Regions from separate parts of the Anser cygnoides genome. Here region 1 is linked to region 2. Evidence: chromatin contacts called from public Hi-C data. All regions are on one chromosome and are shown on one strand. Each heading gives the region's core, a stretch centred on a gene start, on an enhancer-like site or on the middle of the called end of the contact. The rest is flanking DNA. Distances are from core to core; before and after follow the strand shown. Region 1 overlaps PLXNA4 (plexin A4). Region 2 holds the start of PLXNA4 (plexin A4).

Region 1 (3,851 bases), core at 208-2,707, 35 kb before region 2:
AAAAATACATCGCGCAGGCACTGGAAAAGAAAAATCTCCCACTTGCTGCCTCTATCTGTGCAGATCTGGGGAGCTGAGGAATTCAGAGCACTTGTGTCAGCCGCGTACAAATTCACTCAAGCCATTAACTTCCAAATCTTTTTTTGCAGCTGAAAGCAGGCCTGTGCAGCCGATGGCCCTCTGAAGCAGGGACACCGTGACAATTACAGCCCTGTGTTTCTTGGCGCGGGATCCCGACCAATAGCCCTGACCCACTGATGAGTGCTGGGTCATTCCCTCATTAGGAGCAGCACATTTTTATTATTCCCTTCTGCACGCTCCCTTGCTCTGCCTCTCCCACTCCCTGTCTGTGGCTGAATATGCGCCTGGCTAATATTGCTTGTTTACAGGATAAATCAGCTGAACAAATCCCATTATATCTTGGACCAGTGACAATGACGGGGTAATGACATTGAAACAGGGAAAATACGATGTTGTTCCTACTGATCTAATGTCACCCACATGCTCTATCAGCTATGCCAGCTCCAATACTGCATGGAGGAAACAGAGGTCTCTCTGTCTGTCCGCAGCATTACCACTTACATATCTGGATATCCTGTGCTTCAAATACTTCTGTAACTACTCTAAGTATTATCTCCACAAAACCTGCACCATAAAGCAGAAATCACTTGGGCTGAAACGGTGTCTTGTTCCTAAATTTAAGCAACTGGGTGCTGGTGGCACAGGGCAGGGTTTAGGTCTTATGGATTTCATGGCTATTTTATAAAGCACATACACGTGACAGCCGCAGAGCCAGAACAGCTTTTGTTACTCAGCTCCACATCCCCAGGGTCTCAGTCCCAGAGGTCTCTAAGTTGAAACCTCGCTGAAAGCTCTGGGACCCCGTGTCTTCGCTGGATGCTCGTAATGATACAACGTCACACACATACAAACGTCACTGTGCACACTCAGGTGGGATCAATGCGAGAGCATTTGCTACCTCCGGGAGAAAGATGCAACAAAGGTTTGCACTTCAGCGAGCAAAGTGAGGCCATGCTCTTCCGCTTCCTAACATTTATCTGTGCAAAGGACTAGAGCTGAAGAGACGGATGGTTCATAGGTAGATGTGAGCATGACACTCAGCTCCATCCCGAATTAGAGCGTGTCTATCCAGCCAGGTCTGTCGGCCCTGCAAACACCGTGTTTGCTCCCAAAGTTGTTTTTACGTTACCCAGAGTCTGCCTATGCCACTGTAGCACGGCCATGCAGATGCCAGGCTGGGAGCATCTCAGGCAGAAATATGGTCAGAGGAGACCTGGACATCTCTCTGTAGGGACAACACTCTTTCCTGTCCCCATCATCATATCTTGTCCCCATGTTCATAGTGGCTACTCCCAGCATCCGTATTAATGCTGCCTGATGTAATGGGAACCCGTGCTTCTGTGCAATTCAGGTAAACAGGGAAACACAGTTATTTCTGGGGCAAAAATAATGCCCTATGCTATGTGTGTGCTGGAATATAAAATAAATGCAGACATGTGCATCGGACTGTTCGCAGAGGCTAAACATCTTCACTGATTCCCCAAGTACGAAGACAGACCCTGCACTGTTTTTCACCCTGACAACTCCACTCACATCAGGCAAGTGAGAAGGGGTCTGTGCAGGATTTGGGCTGTAAAGCAACGCTGAATCCAGCATACCCGTGACCCCCTCCTCAACAGAATGGTTATTGTACAAACCCCAGCTGCCCCCAGTCCGGAGGTGCTTTAAATAGCATCAGGCTCATGCAGGGAGACGCAGTCACTTTGCTTCTGGCTTTTTCAGGATTCTTCTGAGTTTTGCTTGATCCTTTTTTTTTTTTTTTTCCTTCCCAAATGTTGCATAAGCATTCCCCTTGGCCTGGGAGGCAATCTCCTGGTGAGGCAATATGAGGTCAGGTTTGTGAAATAGCTGATCACCCGGCATGGAAGCAAACGCGAGGAGATCATATGGAGCCCTCTGAAAACGCGAGGCTGAGCCACGTGTGACCGCAGGGCTCGACCACAGAAGAAAACAGCCCGGGTCGCTGGCAGGGGAAGCAGCAAAGATCGGTTCCCAGAAATAAATGCAATCGTCCGTGCGGCGAGGAGCACAAAGCAGACGGCCCAGGCGGCGATGTGGAAGCTGGCACCTCGCTCTCCTGCAGAAGCATCTACCTGGAGGCCAGCGGGAGCAGGGAAGGATGCTGAGAGATGCTGAGAGATGCTGAGAGATGCTGAGAGATGCTGAGCCACAGAGGCACAGCCGGCGCGGTCCGGAGATGGGACTGATGGCGGGGGGAGGGAGCCGAGCCTGAAATATCTCAGACGCAACAGCGAGTCAGCAGCCTTGGGCCCTGCTCTGTCTTCAATGAACATTTTGTATGAGCAGGGTCAAGCAGACGCGAGGAGCCAGGAGGGAACAGCACAGCGCGCACGGGTTTGGCACCCAGCCACTTAAAGGCAGAGGGTTTCCTCTTATGTTTGGGAAGGAAGTAGATGGCTTCTTGGAAGCTTTTTTCAGGGCTTGATTTTTTTTTATTCCAGCACAAACAATATGCATTTTGGAAGGAGAGGCTGCGGGGCGGGGGTGTGATAACAAGGCAATTAATGACAGCCAGTGTTATTTCTGATCTGGAGGTATCCTTTCAAGGACAGGTGTTTAATACCAAGGACCACACTTAATGCCTTAAATGCAATCATCCTCTCTGTGCAATTAGAGCCTGGTTTACAGCCCTTAAGTGCAAGCTTCAGTTTATGTAGGTGCTTAAGAGTTTTTGTTTTTCTCTCCCCTAGGGCCTCTGAAGCCATTTCTCCTGCCTGGAGTGCAGAGCACTCTGCAGAGACAGGTAAGTGTCCTTATCCCCACTGGCAGAAAGCAGAGAGGTGGCACTTGGGAGGAAGGACTGCAGCCAAGGAAAAAGTGAAGATGAACCCATGCGGTGTATGAGAAGCCCCTGAAAATGAGTTTTCGTCAGGTTAGTTTATGCATGTCCAACTAAATGCTGGTTGTGGGCTTTTAAGGATATCCAGAGGTCAGGATGTCGCCAGCAGCTACATCCAGGCTGAACTGGAATGTGGATGCTGGAAAAGTCCCGGTGCTCACCCTGAGCTACCCAGCTGCAGGTACATACACCGACTGGAAAACCATGAGGGTTTCACTCCTGCAACTCCATTTTGTCTCAGCCATCGTGTCCCTGGCAGACCACGAACGCTGCTGGGCTTGCTCGTCAATGAATTAGCACTAATTAATGAGCCTGCCTGGTCACATCACAGTGGAAGAGGTGGGGAGACTTTCCTAATTCCAGTTACAGAGGGGCCAGGACCTTGCTCAGAGCGGTGGAGATTTGAACTCGGTTGCTCTCCATTAGCCTGAGGAGCATGGCCTCAGACATCTCTGGTCACTTCCACCACTGACAATAATCACGAGAAATACCAGCCACATCCCTGGAGAGAGCTCCCCGCTCTGCTTTCGCCTGAGCTGCCTCACGTAGCAAGATAATATGACATTTCTCTCTATTAAAGTGTCTTTCACCCCAGAGCACAGCCAGCTTTGTAGGAGAGACAACAGTCAGGCCATGAAGGGATGGAGAAAGGGGAAGGAGGAAGGTTCGTGGGGGAGATGTCCAAATCACAGAGCTCAGCTGCAGAAATCCTAAGCCAGCACCCTGCCCCTTGTCCAAGTTACATCCCAAATAAAACCCTCCATCCATTCCGGCTCCCAGCGTTGGCAGAGGACGCTGGTCTTCCCTTATCGAAGTGCTGGACCCAGCAAGTCCCTCCAGCACACGCTGCACACACACGCTGCCATCCAACACAAACTGATGTGACCAATTATACAAATAGAGAGCTGGC
Region 2 (3,675 bases), core at 1,010-3,509:
CTTTAGGAAAGGAGACACCCCCCGAGAGGATGGGTCTGGGCAGAGGAGGGAAGAAAATCCCAGGCTTTCGTGGCAGGGCTGGGGTTCAGTATTTCAACCTGGCTGCGCACGGAAAGCAGGCACACATCTGTTGCACCGCTTGAAGCCCAGCTCCGGCGAAGGGTCCCGCACACAAACAAACACACAAACGCTTCCCGAGGCAATCAAAGCACGAACGAAATGCGGCTCTCATCCCTGAGACCTTAAAACAGTGGCTTAGCCAGGGGGAGGAAGCACCTAATCTCGCACTGGGAGGCACACGCTGTAATTAAAATCACAGAGACCCCATGCTCCACTGGTCCCACCCGCTCGCGGATTTAACCAGCTTCCATAAACAAGAGCCAGGTGAAACGGAGGACAGATAAAGAAAATAAGTTAGCACGCCTTATGCCTTCCGAAATATTTGTGCAGGGCTGGTGCACGCTCAAGATAAGTCCCCAGCAGGCTGCAAGCAGTCGCATCGGCTGCAAAAATCCCCTGACACCGTCACTGTTCCCCTGCAGTAAAAGCATCCTGGGGGTCCCGGTGCAAACCTCCCTCCCAGCATCGCTCTCCCCCCTGACCCGATCATCCTCCCATACCCAAAACCTCACATCCCAGGCGCCGGAGGGAAGCCGCGGAAGACCCAGGTGCGTTTCCAGCCAGCTCCGTGGCACGGCTGCCGCTGGCTGCCCGGCGGCGAGGCTGCAGGGCGAAGCGGAGCCAGACGCGGGGTGGAAGTTGAAGGGAGAGGAGCGCGGCCACACGCTTCCCACCTGGTCCCTTCTGCCAAGGAGAGTCGTGCCGGTCCTACACCCGAATCCAGCAAGGCGAGGGCTGCGTCCCTTTGCCAGAGCGGGGAGCAGATGGGGCTCCAGCAGGCAGGTTTCCTCTGGGCTGGGGATGCAGCAGCCACATGCAGCCACTCCAAACCCAAACAGCGCTCAGCCCTGCTGGGGCTGAGCAAGTGGGTTTGTTTATCTGGGAGGAACTCATCTGCTGCCGGAGTATTATATTTCCACCGAAACCATGTGCGGCTCGGTGTTTAGATCACTTCTCCCTGTCTGCATAATTTAGGGGCATATGTCTGATAAACGCGGAGCATCAATAGGCAGGTTTCGGTTGCAGCACACACACACACACACACACGGAGGGAGGGAGGGAGGGAGGTTTTTACAGCGCTGACTCCGCAGCCGGGATTTCGGCAGCCCAACTCCCCGGCACCTTGCGGGAAGGGGAACGGCGGGGATCCCCCCCCTTCCCAACACGGTGTTCCCCGATGGGGGTGGCCCCTCTGTCCCCCCGTCCGTCGGTCAGCCTTTTTTTGGGGGAGGCCGATCCTCCCCGAGAAAAGGGCTCTGCCTCCAGCCCCGTCCAGCTGCAACCTCGTCGGGAGAAGGAAAAGTTTGCGAATGCCTCCAGCCCGGGGGAGGCACTGGGGCACCGAGGGAGGGGAATAACCCCCCCGGGGGGGGGTTGAGGTGGCCGGGGAGGGGGTGGTTAGGGACAGGTTGCAGCGCTGAAGCCGCTTCCTCGGGGGAGAAAAGTTGAGCTTTGTGCCTGGGGAAAAAAAGCCACCGGGGACCAAAATATCTGGGTTTTGGGAAGGGGGGGGGGGGGGGGGGGGCACGCGAACAACGCTTCCACCACCCCCCCCTCGATGGGGATGTGGAGGGTGGGGGACACGGGGGCTCCCCGCTGCCACCCCCCACGAGCATCCTCCCGAGCTGCGAGCAGCGGAGGGGCCGTGCCCGAGCCCCCCCGGCTCTGCGGGTCCCTGCCCGACAGCCCCGACCCCCTCCCCACGACCCGGGGGGGTGGAAAAAAGCACCGGGGGGGGGGGGGGGGAACACACTCCTCCTGGGAGCCTTGCCCAGGTGTGCAGGGCAGGTACCGCTGCAGCCCCGCAAGCCCTCCGGGGCATCCTCCGGGGCATCCTCCCTCCGCTCCCCGCTTCCCGAGCAGGGCGAGGGGGGGGGGGTTCCTTACCTGGGAAAGCTCCTGGCTTGCTTTGGGTGGGTTTATTATTATTATTTTTTAAATATATATATATATATTTTTTTTTCCTCTCCTTTCCCCCCACTTCAGTCTTCAGAGCAGGCGCCGCATTGACACTGCAGATGGTCTGTGTGTGTGTGTGTGTGTGTGCGTGTGCGTGTGTCTCTCTCTCTCTCTCTCCAATCCCAAATACTCCACGGAGGCGGAACGCGGAGAGCCCCTCTCCCTGCACTGGGCAAACCGCGTCTGGCTCGCCCAGAGGGGTGGGGGGGGGGGGAGTGGGGGGGGGGGGGGGGGGGAGAAGAAAAAAACGCAGCTCCACTTCTCACTCCCCCCCCACCCCCCCCCACCCCCCCCCCTCCTTCCCCAAATCAACCCCCTCCCACCTTCCCCCGGCCCTTCCTTCCCTTCCTTCCCCCCCCCTCCCCAGCCTCTAAATCGAGCACGGAGGGGGGGACCCAGGAGCCGAGCGGGGGATGCGCTCCGGGGCCATGCCCGGCTCCGCGGCCGCCTCCTGCCCGCCGGGGAGGGCTCGCACTGCGGCTGTCTCGCCAGCCCTTCCTCCCCAGCCAGCCCTTCCTCCTCGCCAATGGTGGCTGCCGAGCGGGCTTTGACACCCAGGCTCTTTTGCAAACACGCACACACCCCTCTTTTCCCACTCCCCCCCAAAAAAAGGAAATACTCGGAGAGGTGTGGGAGCACCAGCCCAGCACGCCCGGGAGGGATAATAATAATAATTATTATTAAAAAATAAATAAAAGCGGGAATAAAAATCCTCTTACGTTTCTCTTTTTTTTTTTTTCTTTTTTTTTTTTTTTCAGAGAGTGGCCAGTTGCTCCTCCTTTCCCCAAGCCCACCCACCTCTGTGAGAGGGGAGAAAGCGGAGGGGGCGAAGGTTGTCGCCGGAGGGGGACCCGAAGCTGCTTTTCCTCGTCCCGGAGTTTGCAGGGGATGGGGACGGGGACGGGGACGGGGACGGGGACGGGGACGGGGACGGGGACGGGGACAGGAGCGGGGCCGCCGCCTCCGAGCGCGCCCGGGGGCTGCGAGCGCCGCCGCCGCTCTCCCACGGCAGCAACTCGGGCTGCTCTGCCTCGATTCCTGCCGGTGCCTTCCCTCGCTCCCTACTCACTACTGACACCTAGGATCTCCGAGCCTGATTGGGCTAATTGGGAAATGTCTCTGCCCAAAAAGAGAAAAAAAAAAAAAAAGAGAGAAAGAGAAAGAAAAAAAATAATCTCAAGGAATAATCAAACGCGTCTTGCTGGCTCCTCCATCCCCAGAAAAACCCTTCCCGGCATCTCGGCTCTGGTTGGCATCCTCATCTCTCCTCCTTCCCCACCCCGTGCCCCGCTGCTCTCCTCCGGCTAGGACAAAACGAGGAGGGGAGCCCCGCAGAGCGGGCGTGGGGGGGCTCGGAGGAAGATCAATCCCGCAGCTTGGGTGAGCAGTAATCCTAGAGAGCGGCTGCAGGCTGCTCTGCTCTCCGGGTCTTCTCTTAATTCCTGGCAGCAGTAGGAATAATAGTATTTTTTTTATTTTTTTTTTATTTTTTTTTGAAGGCTGTTAGTGCATAGTGATGGAGTTTTGTGTCCAGCCGGCTGCTGCCCTGGCTGCCCCACGGAGTAGACCCTGGGTTCCCCTCCAGCCAAAAGCAGA

The links. A called contact is a pair of places that touch in the nucleus more often than the background predicts.
Region 1: a contact with region 2 is called in a Hi-C map of liver, with 6 times the contacts expected there. The contact joins the enhancer-like site here to the promoter of PLXNA4 in region 2. A contact is called at or near these places in 2 of 7 Hi-C or Micro-C datasets (both in liver).

What each region holds. Positions count from the first base shown.
Region 1 is chr1:2,868,012-2,871,862 of Taihu_goose_T2T_genome, reverse strand. All of the region lies in intron 2 of PLXNA4 (plexin A4), which reads right to left. Among named protein-coding and RNA genes, the nearest start is that of PLXNA4, 35 kb to the right of the region's middle. Within about 2 kb of position 1,457, at least 2 of the 3 cell types and tissues checked have open chromatin away from gene starts, as enhancers often do. A contact at or near this core is called in liver, where this site is marked.
Region 2 is chr1:2,833,585-2,837,259 of Taihu_goose_T2T_genome, reverse strand. It overlaps PLXNA4 (plexin A4), which reads right to left and starts at 2,259. Exons shown (of 32, transcript XM_067001227.1): 1 at 2,008-2,259.